Linked DNA regions of Sus scrofa: region 2 is linked to region 1. The links are chromatin contacts, called in public targeted proximity ligation maps. All regions are on one chromosome and are shown on one strand. The core of a region is the stretch at or near the end of the contact, and the rest is flanking DNA. Distances in the headings are between cores, read along the strand shown. Region 1 has its middle 52 kb from the start of ZNF572. Region 2 overlaps MTSS1 (metastasis suppressor protein 1).

Region 1 (5,524 bases), core at 1,747-4,246:
CTAGTGCAGCCCTTTGAGAAGGATTGTCTGGTGGCATTTGGGGTTCCTCAGAGACTTGAACCCCAATGCCCCAAGGCACTGATTGGTACCGATTCACTTCCTTCATGTGCATCTATGGTGCGGCGAGTTAGGTAACACGCTTCGGAGCCTCTGACGAGAATCCTAATCAGAGTCAGAGAGCAGTTGGTTCTGAGGAGCAGCTTGGGTTGAGATCAGGTGGCCTGATCAGTTGCTGGCTTTGGCTGCTGATGCTGGTGAGGGAAGTAACGGCATGGACGCTGGGAATTTGTCATCGCTGCTTCCGTGCCTTCAGGATCTGGTGCATCACCATTGCCGACCAGCCCCTCCGCTGTCTCCCAGGTAGGTGATTCCAAGACCTCCACTGAAGTGCTCACAGAACTTGGAAGAGAGAGAGTCCTTCTAATGGCCAATGAGCTAAGAAGCTGTATTCCACCCCACCCCCATCCCCCCCACCTCCACCGGCCCTTGGACTCACTTCCTAACTCTATTGTGCGTTTTACTCCTCTCCCTCTAGTGTTGGTAGGAGTCAGAGATCACATCCCCAGAGTTAAAACCAAAGGCATTGGTCTTTGGGCAGATCGTGACTGCCCATCAAAGGCTTGCTTTGCCTTTGGCTGGTCCTTAGTGGTTATTGTTGTCATGAGAATGCCTTGACAACATCAATCCAATCAACAGAAATCATCCCCCACCCCTGCTCTTTCTTTAGCTAAAACCAGCAGTAACAATCAATCTTCACACCACCCTTTCTTATAAATACCTCGGGTATTCGTTCTGTCTGCATGTTCCACTAGACTCTGAATTTCTTGAAGGGAAGAGACTATATCTTGTCTTCCATTTCATTCCTACTGCCTGGCACACCAATGCAGAGCAGCCTCTAAGTAAATTCTTGATGGGATGAGCAAAAGAATTTACTAACTCCTTCCACGTACTCAGAATCAAATAGTTTTGTTTTTGTTTGTTTGTTTAAATAAAGTCCAAAGGTGCCACCTCCCTCCTCCCTTCATCATCATTAGACAGTTTAGTTTGACAGCAAGGGGAAAAAGAAAAATCGTGGGAAGAAGGTAAGTGAATTACATCAGGATCTGAGCGGAAACAGATACTGCTAGTGATTGTTCTCGCCGGCTTATAACAGGCAGGATATAAATACACGTTATAGAAGAGGAAATTCAAAAGAGAAACAGGGAAGCAGGTTTGAGATTTTGAAAAATAGCATGTTCAGGACCCGCTTACTCAGAGGCAATTAGACTGTGACCCAGGGCAAATCATGCTTCACTTTGCTGTTATTGTTAGAATGAGAAGAAATTTCAAAAACCCAGGAGCCCCACCCCTTCCTATTTCATTGGAGCATAGATTATTTTTCAAGGGGTGAGGCTCGGGTTAAGGATGAGTGCTCCCCTCATTGAACACTCGAATCAACAGAGGCGGATATTGTCTTTCTTCTCAGTGACCCCCACCCCCATCCCATCTTTTTTTGCTAAACTTTAATTTTCAGGATATTTATGGGACATCTCAACTAAAGCTTTCCAGTAGATATACCATGGGCAGCATCAGTTTATTTTGTTTTATTGTTAAGGTAGTTGCTTTCATCTTAAAAAAAAAAAAAAGTTAACACTCAGCTATTTTGACTTCAGAAAAAAAAAAGGTAGTGAACACAGGTATTTTGACTTCAGGAAAATGACTTCCCTTGCCCATGGCATCTTGCAACCAAACGCACTCAAAGTCCTTTAATTATTAGGTAAGCTAGGTGGTTGCTACCCTAGATGACAAGGCGGGGTCTGCAAATGGTGCCTTCAGACACTGTGGATTCAGAGGCCAACACTTTGCAGAGGCCTCTGCATTGTGGACCTAATGGTGGTGTCTGGTTAAACTCCAGACCAGACCGGTGGGCTCTCCAGTGGGTGGGCTCTCCAGTGGGAATCCCAAGTGCCTCAGCGAGTTAGCAGTGTGGCAAGGTTCAGGGAGAAGATACAGAGACGTTTTCAGCCCACTCCCTGGAACCTTCCGTGAACTAGTGGCCACCCACCTGCTGATTTCCAGCTTGGGAAAACACAACTGCCTTCTGCTCCTGAAGAACTTCTTTCCTGCTTGCATGTCAAGGCTATTTCACAAGGCAGGGTCCTTGCCTACCCGTTACCTTCCTGAATAGGAGAAAGGATGGTGCATGTTGGATGTTAGCTATCTAAGCCATCTGTCAGTACTCAGGCTCCTGGTCTCTGACAACATCCCAGAGTGGCTGGAGAGGGGCTCAAGAAAGCTTCCTCAACTGGCTTCTGATGCTAAAGAAAGATTTTTCTAGAATGGTGGCCACGTTAACATTCAAATACTTTGGGGGCCATGCAGCAAATAAAATGAGAGAACAGGTGGGAGATATGATGACAAACGCAGTTCTCCCTCTGCCTACAGGCTTCAGATTCAGCTGTTGGCTTGTTTAGGTCCTGGGCCAGCAAAGTCAACACAGCCGCAGCCTGTCTTTGATTACGAGACCCAGAGTTTGCAGTACTCTGCCCATGTGCTCTTCTGGACAGCTTAGATGTTCCTGGCAAGGCCTTGGGTGGGTGGCAGATGAGACACGCCTTTGATCCACTGCCAACCCAGGCCAGCACTACCCACTTGGTGGCTTTAGACAGTTATCTTCTCTGAGTTCCAATTGCTTCATTTGTAAAATGAAGACAATGCCCACCTTATAAACTCTGTGTGTAAGGATGAGGTGAGATTCTGCACTGAGAGCATTTGCTACTACGTCTGGCACACACTTAGAAATGGCAGTGAAGTCTATGGCCATACCACCCTGAACACACCCGATCTTGTCTGATCTCAGAAGCTAAGCAGGGTTGGGTCTGGTTAGTACTTGGATGGGAGGAATGGCAGTGAAACCACAAGCCATGCTTACACATCAAGCCCCCAGTACAGAGCAGCCCCGGTGTCCAGTCAGGTCACATCTAAGTTTAGCCTCGGAGTCTCAGCTTGCACACCTGTCTCTCCTCGCCTCCTGACCCACTTTTGGGTCTTTCCCAGTGTAACCTTCCCAGCTTCCTCTCCCTCTCAGGCCCTGAGATTCAGCTTCTCAGCTTGACTCCTGGGGGCACCCTCCAGGAAGAGGGTTTGTGTTTGTCCTCCAGATCTCTCTAGAGGCACCTCAGCCATCCCTCCAAGAGGTATCTGGATTAGAATTAGCTGTGCTGCCTCTGGTCCAGGTTCTGAGGGGCCCAGGCCACGTCACCCATCAGTAGGCCTGAGATGGAGAGAGGACTGAAGATTCGGCATAGAGGGGCTCATGCTTATACTTCCTGGGATCCCAGCAGTGCCCAAATTCTCTGTGGCTCAGAGTCTTCACAGACATTCTTTTCTTGCTCTTCTGTTTCTCCCTGACCAAACCCTACCCGTGCGATCATTCTTAGCAAAATCCCTTTTTTCAGAAAAGCTGCTATGAATGAATGTTTGTGATTCCCCTCACCTCCACTGCTGCCAAAATTCATATCTTGAAGTCCTAACCCACAGTGTGGTGTTATTTGGAGGTGAGGCCTTTGAGAGGTGATTAGGTTTAGATGAGGTCATGAGGGTGGGGCCCTCAGGATGGTATTAGTGCCCTTATAAGAAGAGGAAGAGACCAGAGCCTTCTTTCCCTCTGTCGTGTGAGGACACAGGAAGGCAGCTGCCTGCAAGCCAGGAAGAAGGTCCCCACCAGGCAGCAAGTCTGAAGGCACCCTGATCGTGGGCTTCCCAGCCTCCAGAACTGTGAGAAATCATTGTTCGTTAAGCTATCTAGTCTGTGGATTGTGTTATAGTTGCCTGAAGTATGACAAGTGCTTTCCTTGGGTGACATTTATAAATTAGCCCCCTCCAATTATATCCTCTTAGGAAATATTCTATGTGTGTTTTTTTCACTGCATTTATTATCATTTGTATCTATACAAATTCCATACTCGAGTGAGCATTTGTTCAATTTTTTCCCCCTATTTTTATTAGGCTCTACTATATTGGGACATAAATACACATGTTACATTTGAGAACTTCCAAGTGGCATAACAGAAGTTTATTTTTGTCTCAGGTAAAACTGGAGTTGGGTTCGTGGCTTTGCTTAACAGAGTCACCTGTTTTTCCATCCTTAGGGTGTCACCTCATGTGTATGGCCCGAAATAGCTCAGAGCAATATCCTCATTCCTGCCAGTGGAGGGGACGGAAGGGGAAGGGGCAGTGACGCCCTTTCCCTTTAAGGGCTGGAGCTCCATGCCTGCCTGTCTGACGTACATGTAGCATCCAATAAATCACTTGAGGCCCTTCTGCTGCTGTGCAGCCCCTTACCCAGCTTAGCCTAACTCAGGGAGTGGCAGTCACTATTTGTCAGTGGAGAGCTATGGAAATAGGGCAATATCTATGCTCTGGAAACCACACATTTTTAAAAGAAGAATTGGTGTCTGCTGGGTCTCCTTCTGACTTCTGGTTCCTAGTAGTGCCTTCTCCACGGGCTCCTCTTTCCCAGGAAATGGCCTCTTCTTCCTGGACTGGACAGGCTGAGGTCCATGAAGCGGCTGGTGGCTGATTTTCAGGAGCCCAGCACCCACACCTAGTTCAAATGTCACCTCTTCTGTGAAGCCCTCCCTGACCCTCTTCCTCCCACTAGCTTCCTGCCCAGGAAGGCCTGGAAGAATGAATCACTTCCTCTGTACTCTCGCTGCTCCCTGCCCATTTCTGTTTGGGCTTTGATCCCACGGGTAACTGTGGGAGAGCTCAGGCTGGTTCCATTAGGTATCAGCCATCTCTGAGGTTTGTCCCTCTCCCCCTTAACTACTCAGAGTCTCTTGCCATTAAAATAAGGTCATCTCTACAGGATTCATCAGAATGCGATTGAGCAAAGTGCTGGGGGGGGGGCATATGGGCGCCATTTTTGCTGGTTAACAGAGGACAGTATCCTGGTTGCTGATGAGGAGGTCAGAGGCCAAGGAGAAGGACAGAGTGTTGGTACCCGGCACAGACCATCAAGTTTCTAGGAACCCCTGGTTCTGAGGTTGGACGCTGTTTGCTAGAAAGGAGATCAGCTGGCTCTAGGGCCCTGTCTCCTCTCCATGGTTCCTGTTGGTTGAGGGTCTTCATCTTGGGCTCCGTGGGCCCTACCCCCAACCCCAAGACTCATTTCTAGGCTTGGAAGAGGACGGAAAGCTTTCTCCTGTCTCACTTGGGATTTCTAAACTTCTAGACTCCTTGAGGACAAGCTTTTGACAAAACACTCAGAACCTTTTTCTCTAGCTCTTCTCTCTCGTCCCGGGGCTGAGGCACAGATGCAGCACCTTTCAGTCGTCTGAAGGAAAGAGGGCTCACAAGGCAGCAAGAAGCATGAGCAGATGCTGGAGGAAGGACGGGGTAAGCGCTCAAGGATCTGCCTCCTCATGCTGCCTCACTCTTGTTTACACTCATCTTCCTTGTCAGACTGAGGATGCGGGACACAGGCCAGAACTGTGCATCATGCCTTTTTCATTCAATGCCTGCATTAGGCCACATTTTTGGT
Region 2 (5,230 bases), core at 689-3,188, 290 kb before region 1:
TGAAATCACCAGGGCTCGTGAGACCAGAGGGACAAGTGTCAAAAAAAAAGCACTATTTTTAACCGAGAAGGCCTTCAAGGGGGAAGCCGTAGGAATTTATGGCGGGTTTAACCAAGTCAAGTTAATAGGAAAAAATTCCCTCCCTTATTCATACACGTGACATTATTATGGGTTGTATTTTCCATTGTGCCTTCTCTTCTAGAAATGCCAATGTGCTGTTTTAGTGCCACCAATTTTCCATTTTATTCTGCAAAACGATCAGGTTTCCAGAACCAAAAAAAATCAGTAATAATAGTAATAGATGCTGAATATGTCTATCGTTTCTTTTAGTCTGAAAAGAAGCCTTCTGAAGCAAACCTTCCATTCCTCTAAACAGGGTTTCTCAATCTAAACACTACTGACACATAGAGGCGGATGGCTCTCTGTTGGGGGCTGCCCTGCATGTTATAGGCAGCACCCCTGGCCTCAGCCTCCCGAGAGCCTGTGACATCCATGTCTCCACACAGTACCCGGGGGTCCCTGGGGAGCAAAACGCCCTCCAATGAAGCCTGCTGTGAAGAACCTGAGCAAGAATCAAAAGCCACCTGAAGCTGACTTTCTAAATGGCCAGAAGGGTAAAATGTTGCCCCATGGCTCCTGGCACCTGCCAGGAGGTAGCGACCACCTGAACCTGGCCATCTCTTTACTGCAGCTCACGCTGCTCCACCGGGAAAACCAGTAGAGGGCGCTGTTTTCACACCAGCAACGTGCCTTCTGGGCTCACTTCAGGTTGTGAAGCGTTTATTGCTTATAAGCAAGGACCAGGAACACTTTATCCCCAGGGAAATAGCTCCCGTTTGTCCTGGGCCTTCATTTGATTAAAAGTTAATCGCCTGGCCATGCAAGCAAGGAAACTATTCACGGGTGGGAGGACTATAAGCTAGTACTTTCCGGGAGGAAAATTTTGCAGCCTCTATTAAGAAATGCCTTTAAAAACAAGCCCTCTCTTTGACCCAGCAATTCGACTCCTAGAAATTTTACTGGAGGAAACAATCAAGGGTGAGAGCAAATCCTCACACCTATGAGGACAGTCACAGAAATGCTGTTTACGGCGGAAAAAGCTGGAAACAACATCCTGTTCTGGGGGGGGGCGCGGGGGGGGGGTGATAAAGCCTAGGACACGGCCACACCATGGCAGAGCACACGCAGTCACCTAAAGCGCTGGAGAGTGATGTTCTGGGTCCCAGGAAGTGAGTGGTTTGTGTGCAGGGGAGCATGTGCTGGGCCCTGGGATGCGTGCTTTACACACGTGAACCCATTTGAGCTGCACGACACGCCCAAGCGCGTCGGTGTTATCATCATCCCCATTTTACCGACAGGAAAAGCGCCCTCGGTAATGTGACTACGGTCACGCGGCTAGTGAACGGGAATCCAGCCCAGGCTGAACCTCCAGAGCCCATGCGTGTAGCCACTCAGCGTGGGACACTACAGACAAAGCGAGGTGGGACAGGGCAGAGCCAAAAGCCCAGACACTCTGTTAACGTAGCCACACACCCTTACAGGTGTTAGGGCTTCACAGTCCAGCTCACCAGTTTGGGCTCCTAAGCCTCGAATGATCGAATTGGCTCCGATCCTTGCTAGGTGGCTACAGAGAGCTGCCTGATGGAGAGCTGCTTAGATGGTGAGCCACGCCTCAGGTTCCCCAAAACAGAACTACCGCTGGAGATCCCCTCAGCCTGGCTCCCTGACCCCATTTCTCTGCTCCATGATTTCTGCTGGCTTCCCAGATGCTTTCCTAGGTTGCCCCTGGTCATCTGTCATCCCCAGGAAAGCCCAGGGCTTCCCAGAAACAGCTGAACAGTGATAACAAGCAGTTGGGGCACATGCTGCGTGCGCTCCATCACGGGGCCGCTGCAGCACAGGCCTTCCGGCGACAGGAGGAGAAAACCTCCCAACAGCTGTGTCTGCATCCAAGTGGCACGAGGACAGGAGACAGCCAGCCGACATCCTCCACAGACCTCAGGGCCCACCCAACCCACTGGAATTACTGCTGATCTCGGCCACTGGGGGCCCCCCTAAAAATAGCTCTATCTGTGGGTGTGCTTCACTGTGTCTTCTGCTCTTCCTGACCCCTGCTAATACTTTAAAAAGCAAACAAACAAACAAACAAAAAAACAAAAACAGCAGGTCTGAAAAAGTTTCCGAGGAAGCCAGCTGGAGTGACCAAGCCAGGGCAGACAGCTGGAAGAGCCCCGAGTTGACCGTGAGAATATTTATGGAATCAAATGACTGAGACGTACTTAGCAGCTTGTGAGTGAGGATGAGATTCTCCTTGTTTCAGTTTTTCCTGTATCCAGCACCCGTACTGAATGTCCCTTTGCAGAGAGAAATGGTAACAGTTCGGGCTATACCAGGAGGCAGGATAAGGGGCTGGGTTTGTCTTTTGTTTATTTATTAATTTTTTTTCTTGTTTTGGCTCTACCTGTGGCATATGGAAAAGGGCCCAGGACTGAATCCAAGCCACAGCTGCGACCTACGCCATAGCTGCAGCAACACTGGATCCTTAACCCACTGAGCAAAGAAGCCAAGGATGGAACTTACATCCTCACAGACACTATGTCGGGTTCTTAACCCCCTGAGCCACGCCGGGAACTCCCTCCTTGGAACTCTTGAGCTGTAGGGACCCACTTTAATCATCCAAGATACTCTCAAGATCCTTAGCCGAATCCTATCTGCAAAGCCCCTTCTGTCGTGTACAATAAGATAGTCACGGGTTCTGGGGATGAGGACATGGATGTCGGGGTGGCAGTGGCGGGGGCCATTATTCTGCTGACCAAAGAGGAGTAGGAATTGTTAATCTGGAGAGTGCATGGAGCACGGGGGTCACCTCCCCAGAGTCCATTCATTCATCCCCAGATACCTAATCTGGGGCAATGATCTGACTCCATCCCCTTTGGCAGTGGCTGGTTTGGGGAGAAGACAAAAATGGTGAGACGGTTGTTGGGGAGGCCTTTGGTGAAAATGTTCCTGGATCTTAAGATCAACACACCAAAGGGACCCCCACAGAGTGTGAACAGGAAGCAGGCTGCCCAGTGGCTGCGGTCAGCCAGCTTTATGGGCGTGGGAACCCCTGCCTCAGGATGCAGCCCAGCCTGTGGACAGAACACAGAAGAAACCAGAGTCTCCAATGACCTGGGTGAGCCAAATTAACACACTCGGAGCCTGCTCTCTTGGACCTGGTTCTCCTGTTCTGCAAATTCACACATTTCCTTATCTTTTTTATTTTTTCCTTTTTTAAAGTGTTATTTTACTTGATTGCAACATACATATTTGTGAAAGCCACTCGCTTTGTTCTTATCTTTCTAAACACTTATTTTGCAGAAACAATCATATCCGAAAGATTTATATCCGTTATAATTAAATAGCACAATGACATACGCCTGGCACACACAGGGCTGGGAACACGCACGACCGGCCCTTGGTTAAACCTATGACTCGGGTAGAAGGAATGTGTAGACACAGAGAGAGCGAGAGAAGCCCATTTAGCTTCAAGCTTACTGCAGGCAAGGGTTGGCGTATTTTAGAGAGAAAACAAAAAAGCCCTGGTTATATCAGTGGGTTCTGATGCAGCCATCAGATGTAGCCATCACCAGCCAAGTCCCACAAGAAGGCAGAGGCCGGAGTAACTCACTCAGGCCTGGCCGGAGCATCCATCCACATGGATGGACCAGCCACCACATGGCAGCCCTCACTTCTCCCACATGTAAGATCGCCCTTCTCCTGGCTAATGGGTGCGTGGAAGGCAATTAACGGTACAAAAGATGGCTTCTTTCTTTGGAAAGCCAGAATGGCTCTGTTGGGGCTCGGTGGACCGCCCCAAAATGTGCTTATTTTGAATTAAACTTACTTAAGAAACGACCAATGCAAAGCAGACACACTGGCCCTCCTCTGTCTCCCTGAAAGCAGGAAATACATCTCTCTTGTGAACGCTGCCCTCCCTGAATCCAGAGGCAGAGGGACACCCTATTGCCAGAGACAGGGACCCCAGGCTGAGAAGCCTGTACAAACAAACCTGGTTACTTTTTTTTTTTTTTTTTAAGGCCAGAACCTACAGCACATGGAAGTTCTCAGGCCAAGGGCTGAATCAGAGCTGCAGCCACTAGCCTATGCCACAGCTACAGCCACAGCCATAGCAGATCTGAGCCATGTCTGCAATGTACACCACTGCTCAGAGCAATACTGGATCCTTAACCCCCTGAGTGGGGCCAGAGATTGAACCCGAATCCTCAGGGATACTAGTTGGGTTTGTTACCCCTGAGCCATAACGGGAACTCCTCCCAAACCTAGTTACTTCTTTAATTGACTTCCCCAAGCCCAAACTCTGCTTAGGTTCTATCCTAATAGGGCACCCCAAATCTAAGTTTCTTTGTCCCATCAATTTCTCATAAATTTATTGTCTAAAAAGTCTAAAAGTTGCCTGCTTTGGGCACTTCATTGGTCCCAGTTCTATGAGACCTCCGTGCACAAGAATTTAAAATGTGTTTCTTTTTCTCCAGCAAATCTGTCTTGTGTCAATTTTCTTATTAGTCCAACTCTGAGCACGTAAGAGGGGTGGGGAGCAATTCTGCCCTGATAGTCCCTTCTTCCTAACATCTCAGCTGAGAAGGAGCATCCCGAGGGGGCCCTGGAAGGAACTCCTCATTATCAACAGGTGTGCACCAACCAAGTGGTCATTGGAGGCAACCTGAAGCTGTAGCAGTGAGAGGTTCAAGGTCAACTGGCTGCACGGAGTCCATCTCTTGGTGGTTCTGGTAAGCTGCCCTGGATAACCAGCTTCTAAAGGTGTCCCCAGCCCTCAATCTCTCTTTGTTGTTTATTTTCATGTCACAAAGCTCAAGACAGTTATGTCACCAGCCTCCTGCTAACAAAGCATGGAAAGTTCCTGCGGAATCCGGGACCACTTACACAATGCTGTGGGGGCTCAGCATGCAAGGGAGGAACGTCTCTCTTTCACCTTCCTCTCAAGCCCCGGCTCTCAGAGCCCAGAACCTGCCACATCAGGTGTCTTTTCATCTTGATGGCCGGCTGGAGGGCTGCCGTGCATCACACCATCTGCCGCCCTGGGGGATGCCCGGCGCTTGGCACGGCACCCGCAGCTCTGCACACACCAGCATCATGCCTGACAGTAAAGCCGGCACCCTCCTGCAATCTGGTTGCCATGTTCGGGATGCTTTTATTTCAAGTTTAAGCT

Evidence for each region.
Region 2: a targeted proximity ligation map of skeletal muscle shows a contact between it and region 1, with 18 times the contacts expected there. A contact is called at or near these places in 24 of 47 Hi-C or Micro-C datasets (adipose tissue, alveolar macrophages, blood and 14 more) and 2 of 2 datasets of targeted methods (alveolar macrophages and skeletal muscle).

Annotation. Positions count from the first base shown.
Region 1 is chr4:14,771,938-14,777,461 of Sscrofa11.1, reverse strand. No RefSeq gene overlaps it. Among named protein-coding and RNA genes, the nearest start is that of ZNF572, 52 kb to the right of the region's middle.
Region 2 is chr4:15,059,094-15,064,323 of Sscrofa11.1, reverse strand. All of the region lies in intron 3 of MTSS1 (metastasis suppressor protein 1), which reads right to left. Among named protein-coding and RNA genes, the nearest start is that of NDUFB9, 52 kb to the left of the region's middle.